Regions from separate parts of the Sus scrofa genome. Here all the other regions are linked to region 2. A link is a contact called in public HiChIP or PLAC-seq data. All regions are on one chromosome and are shown on one strand. Each heading gives the region's core, a stretch centred on a gene start, on an enhancer-like site or on the middle of the called end of the contact. The rest is flanking DNA. Distances are from core to core; before and after follow the strand shown. Region 1 holds the start of LRRN4CL (LRRN4 C-terminal-like protein). Region 2 holds the start of EEF1G (elongation factor 1-gamma). Region 3 has its middle 27 kb from the start of SCGB1A1.

Region 1 (2,996 bases), core at 420-2,919, 98 kb after region 2:
CAGGGGGCCGCCACCTCCTCCAGGAGGGGCGCCGGTCTTAGCTCGGCCGGAGAGGCCCCGGGGCGGCCTCAGAGCCCCCCTGGGCTCGCGCGGCCGCGGCGGGGGCAGCCCCAGCGCTCGCGCAGGCAGAAGTGCCAGACCAGGGCGGCGCCGCTGATGAGCGCCAGCGCCGAGCCCACGCCCACGGCCGCGTGCAGCAGCGTGAGCGGCCGCGGCGGCACGCTCAGCCGGCCGCAGGGACCTAAGGTGGGGCCGCCCGCGCCGTCGAGGCCCTCGGCCCCGGCCGGGGGCACTCTGCTCTCCCCCGCCGCGTTGGCGGCCACGACGCAGACGATGTACGCGCCCCCGGGCTTCAGGCCGTTCAGCTCGGCTCGGCGGACCGTCGAGTTGAGGGGGGCCCCTTCTGCGGAGCCCCGCCGCCTTCCCAAAGCAGCAGCCAGTACTGGTGGACCGGGGAGGAGGGGGCGCACCAGTGCACCACGGCGCGGCCCGCCTCGGCTTCCACGCGCACTTCCCCCAGGCGCGGCGGGTTGGGCGGCTGCGAGGCGCTGGAGAGGCCGGGGCACAGGCAGGCCGTCGGGCTGGCCCTCTGCAGCTCCTGGCAGGGCACCTGCAAGTGGCGGCAGCGGTCGTAGTCACAGAGGACAGCTGGCAAAGGTGTCTCATCTTGCTCTTCTTCCAAGTCTCCCGCGGCCAAAGGCTGCACTCCGGGAACCACGGAATAGGTGACAGCCAGGAGCCACAGAAGGCAGGGAGAGCCAGGCGGCATGGAGTCTGGAAGGGAAGGAGGTGGCGGGGTGAAGGCTGTTCAGCCCCCGGGTCTTGCAGTCTTCCCTCAACAAAACCCTAGGCACAGGGAAACGCAACTGGGGACCAAGAGGAGAACAGGAAAGAGGTGGGAATGAGACACCCGCGCATGTGTCACCAACTTCTGAACAGCATATGTGCTCAGTTTGGGGCGAGAAAAGAATAAAATGTGGTCTCCCCCGACAGAGAAAGGTGTGCGGCCAGCAAGGCAAGAAGCGCTACAAACAGTTAATGGATAAACAGCGCTGGTGAGCAGAAGGGGAGGGGCTGATTCACACAGGCTAGGGAGCAAAGGTGCAACAGCGCCCAACGGCCACCCAGAGAAACCGAGGTAAAACAAGTGTCAGTCAGTGACACACGCAGAAATCCAGGAAGGAGAGGGAAGCGAGAGAGAAGAGATGGGACACAGGGCCCTGGCACCCTCCCTCCCTCCCTCCCTCCCCACCCGCTCTTCGCTCGGCTTCCCCCACCTCTGGCTTCCCCCACCTCCCGGACTCCAGCTCCTCCGTGGCCCACAAGCAGCCCCTTACCGGGATAGGCCTTGATGTGGTGAGTGGCAGACCGAGGGCCCCCAAAGGTCCCCAGGAGCACAGGCTGCGCAGTCGGGATTTGTCAGTCTTCTTCAATTTCGTTTTGCCTCAAAGCTTTTATACCCCAACTGTGATGTCACCACCTGGCTCCCCCTTCCCCTGCCCCCTCCCCGGTGAGTGCCAAGAAGAGGGTTGGTCCCTTCAGAGGGCCTGAGTCACGGGGCCAGGCTGGGGGTGAGGGAAGCCACATGCAGTGGTTTCAGCTGGAGGCCAGGATGCCTGGGTTCTGAAAAAGCAGTGGAATGTGGAAAGCGGCCAGGAGCTGAGCGTCCAAAGGCTGAGGTCATGCGAGGGGATGAGGGGAACGTGAGAGACAGGGCCACCTGGCTGGCATCAGAGAGGAAGGGAGCTGTGGGCGGCACGGGGTCTGGGCTCCAAAATGCTGTTTCGGTAAAAATCGCCGTACCACATCCATGGCAGTCATTTCCTGCCTTCTGCCTCCCGGTGGACAGAGAGAGGGAGGGGTGCGGAGGCCAGAGTGATGTATCCCAGCTCTCCAGCCCCGCCCTGGTTATCCCCCTCCCCAGAGGGAGAGGAGAGTCACGAGGCAGGCGAGGGGGCAGGTTTTCACTCCCTGGGCTTCCTAGGTTGATGAATGGAAACAGCTGGGCCTGAAACAGTCCGGGGTCTGGAGGCCTCCCCATCGCAGCCCCTGAGAAGCCCTCCCGCCTGGAGAGCGCCAGGTTTTCCAATGGCCCTGAATCCACCGCAGAGTCAGGGAGGCAGCTGGCACGAAAATAGTTTATTCGGGGAGCCACGGCACGGAAAAGGGGTGGGGGGGGAGGGCTGGAAGGTGGGGACGCTGCCCCGTTCTCTTCAGGAACTGGAGCACATAGGGCGCTGGCGGACGGTGCCCGCGGAGGATTCGGAGCTGCCCACGGTCTCCGGGGCAAGGGCAGGGGCAGGAACTGGCAGGCTGGTCTCTGTCAACAGGGTTGCATCTTCCCAGGAGCCTGAACCTGGGCCAGGGCAGCGAAGAACAAAATCCCAAACGGGAAGTTCAAGAACCAGGGGCTCCTGCCCCCACCCGGCGTGGCCTCCGCCCTCCCCCAGGTCCCGCTGCAGACTGCCCTCACCGTCACTGGCCTCGGGCTCTGGCTCCTCCTCGCCACTCAGGGGCTGCTGCTGATCTGGCTTCTCCTCTGGGGACAGCTGGCCCTCTGCAGCTGGCGGGGGAAGAGGGAGAGAGGTCAGACTGGACGAAGCCAAGGGGAGTTCTGAGGAGGAGTCAGGAAGAGGTGGGGCTGCTGCGCCTTACCTGTCCCCGAGGGGGCTGCAGGGCTCTCCCTGTGCTCTGTAACCTGTGACAGCTGAGGGGCCGCCTCCTGGCTTTGGGGCCCTGTGCCTCCAGTGGGGATAGAGGACAGGGCAGAGCTAGGGCGGCTGCGCCTGGACGGCAGTGCCAGCTTCACCCCGCTCGGCCTTTCCCTTGACCTTCGCATCAGCTCAGCACCTGAGTGCCAGAGCCTCACACACCACCACAGGGCACAGGAGCCCCCCACCATCGCCTTGACCCGGTACCTGGCTGGCGGGCAGCAATCCTTCGCTGGACTTTCTTTCGGGAGCCGTCTCTGTTTCGGACGTTTACCTGCGGAGGGG
Region 2 (2,700 bases), core at 156-2,655:
TAAAGTCCCCTCTCCACTTCCCTACTCACCTTACCGGCAGGAAATTTACGGAGAAATTCGGGGGTGTGGTTGGTTTGGCCAAAATGGAAGTGGGGTGGTGCGGAGAGCACGCGGACCTGAGCCCCGCTGTACTGAGCGGCAATGAGGGCTTTGAAGGCCCTCCAGTTTTCAGGATATGTGTACAGGGTCTGCAGGGAGAAGATGGGGAAAACGTTAATGACCAGAAGGGTCCCAGTCCTAAATGCTATCAGAAAATGACTCCCCTGAGCAACCCCAGTCTGCTCCAACTCAACTCTTTTACCCCCTCTGGTGCACCAGATTCTTCAGTATCTGCTGTCGTGTGTAATCAGAGTCCTCCGAAATACCAAACAGAACTACACACCAACTGCTAAATAAAGCTTGTTGACAGAGTTGACCTTCCCTAAGGACGACTCTAGAAGCATTCTCTTCCCCTCAAATACATCTCCAAGAAATCCACAGCTTCTAGCTTCCTCCGACTCCATCTGCTGACATACACACACCCCTCCCTTCCCAGAGCCCTGGTTCATTCATTCACGGTTACCCAGCGCCTGCCTTACTCCACTGCGGAGCCGCTCGCCTTTCAAAAGCATCACTCTTGTTTCCAAGACACACACACCGACCAAGACATTTCCAAGTCCCCCCTCGGAAGAGCCGCCGGAGAGACCGAATGGCATCTTCTCTTCCTAAGTCAACTTGGTCTCCCTATAAAACGATGAGCCATCCCTCCGGTCCTGTCCCGCCGTTGAGTTTCCCTAGTGGTGCCTTGTCTCCTTCTATTAATCTGGCCAGCAGGGTCCAGGTGGTCTGACTCCACCGTCCGGAGGCTCTTCCCGCTCCCAAACCTCCCTGCCGGACGACCCAGAACCTTGGTCAGCCGCACCTGCCCACAAAGACCCTCTTCTTCACTCTGTCCCTGGTGTTGCCCCACAAAACGGTCGCAAAAGTTCTGTCAACCTGCCCGATCCCACGTCTCGAGGCGGCAATGAACCCGAACCCCTTTCTCAGTCCCCAGACGGCCAGGATCCGGCATCCCTTTTCTCCTCTACCCCAGACCCTTCCACCTCTTTGGCCTCCGAGAGCCCCAGCCTCAGTTCCCCTCCGGGGCCTGGAAGCCCCTCTCTCTAATAGTACGGTCTCTAGACCCAGGATCAGTTCCCCACTCGGCTCCAAAACCTCTATGACACTGCTGGCCCTACTGAGGCAGCGGATGGCGTCGGATACGGTGACCTGGATCGCCAGAGCCGGCAAACTTACCCCGGCCGCCATGGTGATTCCGCAGAGAAAGGGGGTGGGGCTCTCTGCGCTGCCGCAAAGTAAGCCGTCAGGGAGAGAAGGGAGGGGGGAAGGGGAGAGCCGTGGAGAAACAGCAGCCGTAAAGCGAGGACGGCATAGAGGGCATACGCACGACAGTTCGGTGTCCCGCGGCCGCTGAATGGAAAAAGAAGGGGGTGGGGCCTGCCGGCTAGCGCGGAAAAAGCTCGCGCCTGCGCAGTGCGGCATGGCCAATTCGCGTCCTGAGGTGGCAGCAGAAGGCGCGGAGGGAGGCGGGGACTGTGAGAACGAGCTGGAAAGCCGCCCCTTAGTAGCAACGTGGCACAGCTGCCAGCCCAGCGTCGCGTTCCTTGAAGCTCGAGGTAATTTGATGGCGCCAGATCCCTAACATCGTGATTGTGTGACATTCACAGGAGCGGAAACAACTGCGTGGAGGTCTCGGGGTGCCACGTTCTTTCTAAAGAAGTTATACATCTAACCGGAAGCCAAGTCTGAAACCCTCTGTAAAAGTGAGGGGTTTTGGGGATATTTTTTCCCATTAAACTACTTTGAAGCTCAGGGATGCTATTACTGCAAGGAGGGCACCAGTCCTCGGACTGTGACAGGGGAGGGACTGAGGGAGAACACAGCCACATCCCCTCTACCTCCTGTCACCCCGGAGGGGCTGACAATTCATTTGGTATGTGGCTCTCTACCCATGCTCAGATCTGAAAATCCTTCACCCAATTTAAGAACAGGATGCGCATTCCCTGGTGGCCTAGCATTGGTTAAGGATCCAGCATTGTGACTCCTGTGGCATGTGTTGGATTCTATCCCTGGCTCAGGACCTTCCACATGCCCAGGGCTCAGCCAAAAAAAAAAAAAAGAACTGGAGTTCCCATCGTGGCTCAGCAGACACCAGTCTGACTCGTATCCATGAGGACGCCTGTTTGATCCTGTCCTTGCTCAGTGGGTTGATCTGGCGTTGCTGTGGCTGTGGTGTAGGCCGGCAGCTGTAGCTCCGATGAGACCCCTAGCCTGGGACCTCCATATGCCACAAGTGCGGCCCTAAGCAGACAAAAAAAAAAAAAGAAGTAGATGAATTCTTCTGAAAAGTGAGAGAATGGATGGAGAACTCTGAACCAGTTATTTCAAACCCTGGCACCATTCATAAATCTGGGCAGCAAGGTAACACTTTCTTCCGGGCACTGCTCAAGCCACCCACCCAATACTCCATCTTTCAAGAACTCTACTGAGTGGGCTCAAGGTGCCAGACACATACTCATCCTGGGCACACCCTCTAAGTTGTGATAAGTGGTATGAAGGAAACAGGTTGAGAGACCTACGAGTCTAGGGTGGCAGGAGAAGGTACCTCTGAGAGGTAAAGTTTGGGTGGAAGGAGTATTGGCGGGAGGAAATTACAGAAGA
Region 3 (2,940 bases), core at 103-2,602, 110 kb before region 2:
TCTTTTTTTCTTTTTTTTAGGGCTGCACCCACAGCATATGGAGGTTCCCAGGCTAGGGCTCGAATCGGAGCTACAGCTGCTGGCCTATGTCACAGCCACAGCAACGCCAGATCCAAGCCACATCTGTGACCTATGCCACAGCTCACGGCAATGCCGGATCCTTAACCCACTGAGCAAGGCCAGGGATCGAACTTTCATCCCCATGGATGTTGGTCAGATTCATTAACCACTGAGCCATGACAGGAACTCCATTATTATTTTTTTTTTTCTTTTCTTTTTAGGACTGCACCTGCGGCATATGGAAGTTCTCAGGCTAGGTGTTGAATCGGGACTGCAGCTACTGGCCTGCACCACAGCCAGAGCAACGCCGAATCTGAGCCATCTCTACAACTTACACTGAAGCTTGTGGCAACATCCTAGATCCTTAACCCACTGAACAAGGCCAAAGATGGAACCCACGTCCTCATGGATACTATTTGAGTTCTTAACCCGCTGAGCCATAACAGGAACTCATCCAGTTGGGGCAAATGATCCCCACTTCTTACCAACATCCTCCACCCCAGTGATTCTGAGATGGGCGTGGAGCTCAAAGTCCTACCCCACATGCCAGATACCGAGGGTGACCACAGAGTAGACTCAGACGTGTCCCCTTCAGAACCCAAGAGGCAACACATGATGTGGCTGGATGGTAAGGAGTCTTGGAAGAGGAGACACACAGAGCTAGTGTCAGTCTTACCAACTCAGCATCTCAACATTCCTGCCAAGAACTTTTCCTTACAAATGCATTTTTTTTTTTTCCTGTTGGGGCTATTATTCATTGTAACATAATGTTGTGTTTTATGCCTCCTACATAAGCAGACATGAGCCTCCAGTGTTGTGGAATATTGAGCTGATGTATCTAGTCAAACTTCTGTTTGCTTTTTTGCTGCAGCCATAGCTACGATTTGAATAAATAGAGGAGAAAGATTTGGCTCCCAATCCTCTAGGCTGGGCGTTGTGCCATCCTTCCCCAAAACAAAGGGGAAAGATGCCAGATGTGACGGACCAGAGCAAATGGGGAAGAAAAATGCCATCCTCTTCCAGGGGCTACTGAGAAGGGTCAAAACTCCCAGGAGAGGGGTGGTAAGGGGGTAAGAAGACATTTCCTTAATCCCTGTACGCAGCCAGACCATTTTATAACTGTGGGCAGCGGACCCCCTGAAGATGAGGTCACAGGCTTGGAAGGTGTCCGCCAAACCCAGCTTATAAGTGCTGGACCTTGACCTGGATCCCAAGTCCTCTCTGCCCAGCTCAGGGCTCTCCCACTCCACCCGGCTGACCACCAGCTGCAGGATCTGGCAGCTCCGCGCTGTATGTGGCGCAACCTCCCCTCTCTGGCTTGCATCGCATCATCGCCACGCCCCTGGCCATGTCCTGGGCAGCTGCGTCCATCTGAACAAGCAAACCCAAGGAGAGGCATTTGTGCTTGGACTTTCCAGGGTCTGATCACACGAGAGTGATGCCCTTCTTGAGAGTCTGTGACGTCAGGTGTTACAATAAAGGCTGATGAAAGATCAAGGTCATGGATTCAGTCTCTTGAATGAGCCCATCGTCACATAAAGGAAAGTGAGGAATCTTTGTCCCTGCAGGGAGTCTCGTCTATCCTGCCCTTCTTTCCTCCCGTTTATTCCAGGAACAGCCACCACCTCTCGTGCACTGATCACCCACCCCTATGCTTCTTTCAGCGCACAGGAACTTTCTCATCTTGCTTCAAAATCCTTATCTGCTCTCTCTTCTGCTGGCTTTTGCTCCACCTGTAAACATCTTTGAGTCCACCCAGATGAAAATTCAGAACTCCGGTGCCCAGAAATGGTCCTACCTCTCCTCTTATCTTTAAGACCAAACTTCCTAGCTCGCTACCTTCTTCTCCTAAACTTCCCCCAGGTTAATGTCTACTTTCATCTTCTTCTTTTTTTTTTTTTTTTTTTTTGTTGTTGTTGTTGTTGTTGCTATTTCTTGGGCCGCTCCCGCGGCATATGGAGGTTCCCAGGCTAGGGGTTGAATCGGAGCTGTAGCCACCGGCCTACGCCAGAGCCACAGCAACGCGGGATCCGAGCCGCGTCTGCAACCTACACCACAGCTCACGGCAACGCCGGATCATTAACCCACTGAGCAAGGGCAGGGATTGAACCCGCAACCTCATGGTTCCTAGTCGGATTCGTTAACCACTGCGCCACGACGGGAACTCCTACTTTCATCTTCTAAACTTCATCCTGAGCCCCCTGCCACATGCAGTCCAGCCTGGCCACTCTGTGGGAACTGCCTCTCAAGGACCACAAATGGTCTATAAGCATCAACTCTAGCCTCCGCTTCTCAACACCCATCCCATTTGACCCCCCTGCAGCAATGAAGCCAATGGAAGAAGCTCTTCCTTGGAGTTCCCATCATGGCTCAGCAGTAACGAACACAACAAGTATCCATGAGGACTCGGGTTCGATCCTTGGTCTCACTCAGTAGGTTAAGGATCTGGTGTTGCCGTGAGCTGTGGTATAGGGCGAAGAGGCGGCTTGGATCTAGCGCTGCTGTTGCTCTGGTATAGGATGGCAGCTACAGCTCCAATTTGACCCCTAAACTGGGAACTTCGATAAGTTGCAGGCGCGGCCCTAAAAAGACAAAAAAAAAAAAAGCTCTTCCTTGTGAAATGTGCTGGGGGCAAGCGCTGCTCATTGCTTACTTACTCAGAGCCATTTCCCGTCTCCCTAGTTGGCAGAATCCCAACTTGGTTCAAGGGCAGGAAAGACATTCTTTTATTTCAGGAAGGTGGGCACAGCCCCCTGGTCCAAAAGCAGCATGGGTCCTTTCTGACCTGTGGGGCGATCAGTTGGGGTCTTCTGGGGACAACCCCTCCCCCACCACCCACATCCCCCCAAAAGAGGGAGATGTGAGGACAGTGTCTGCTCA

The links. HiChIP or PLAC-seq counts read pairs in DNA pulled down with a chosen protein or histone mark.
Region 1: a contact with region 2 is called in an H3K27ac HiChIP or PLAC-seq map of skeletal muscle. The contact joins the promoter of LRRN4CL here to the promoter of EEF1G in region 2. A contact is called at or near these places in 1 of 5 promoter capture datasets (fetal skeletal muscle), 7 of 47 Hi-C or Micro-C datasets (blood, mesenteric adipose tissue, omental adipose tissue and 3 more) and 2 of 2 datasets of contacts at active chromatin or transcription factors (alveolar macrophages and skeletal muscle).
Region 3: an H3K27ac HiChIP or PLAC-seq map of skeletal muscle shows a contact between it and region 2. The contact joins the enhancer-like site here to the promoter of EEF1G in region 2. A contact is called at or near these places in 1 of 5 promoter capture datasets (fetal skeletal muscle), 7 of 47 Hi-C or Micro-C datasets (adipose tissue, alveolar macrophages, embryonic fibroblasts and 4 more) and 2 of 2 datasets of contacts at active chromatin or transcription factors (alveolar macrophages and skeletal muscle).

What each region holds. Positions count from the first base shown.
Region 1 is chr2:9,064,013-9,067,008 of Sscrofa11.1, reverse strand. LRRN4CL (LRRN4 C-terminal-like protein) reads right to left here and starts at 1,669. Exons shown (of 3, transcript XM_003353820.4): 1 at 1,338-1,669; 2 at 394-774; 3 at 1-391. The coding sequence starts at 769. The coding sequence ends at 69. BSCL2 (BSCL2, seipin lipid droplet biogenesis associated) reads right to left here. Exons shown (of 14, transcript NM_001348785.1): 11 at 2,919-2,985; 12 at 2,656-2,742; 13 at 2,474-2,563; 14 at 2,119-2,356. The coding sequence ends at 2,214. LOC110259246 (a long non-coding RNA gene) reads left to right here and starts at 2,919. Exons shown (of 2, transcript XR_002341465.1): 1 at 2,919-2,996.
Region 2 is chr2:9,161,925-9,164,624 of Sscrofa11.1, reverse strand. It overlaps EEF1G (elongation factor 1-gamma), which reads right to left and starts at 1,405. Exons shown (of 11, transcript XM_005660798.3): 1 at 1,276-1,405; 2 at 30-188. The coding sequence starts at 1,287.
Region 3 is chr2:9,273,928-9,276,867 of Sscrofa11.1, reverse strand. No RefSeq gene overlaps it. Among named protein-coding and RNA genes, the nearest start is that of SCGB1A1, 27 kb to the left of the region's middle. Within about 2 kb of position 1,352, at least 32 of the 83 cell types and tissues checked have an H3K27ac peak or open chromatin away from gene starts, as enhancers often do. A contact at or near this core is called in adipose tissue, embryonic fibroblasts, fetal skeletal muscle and 2 more, where this site is marked.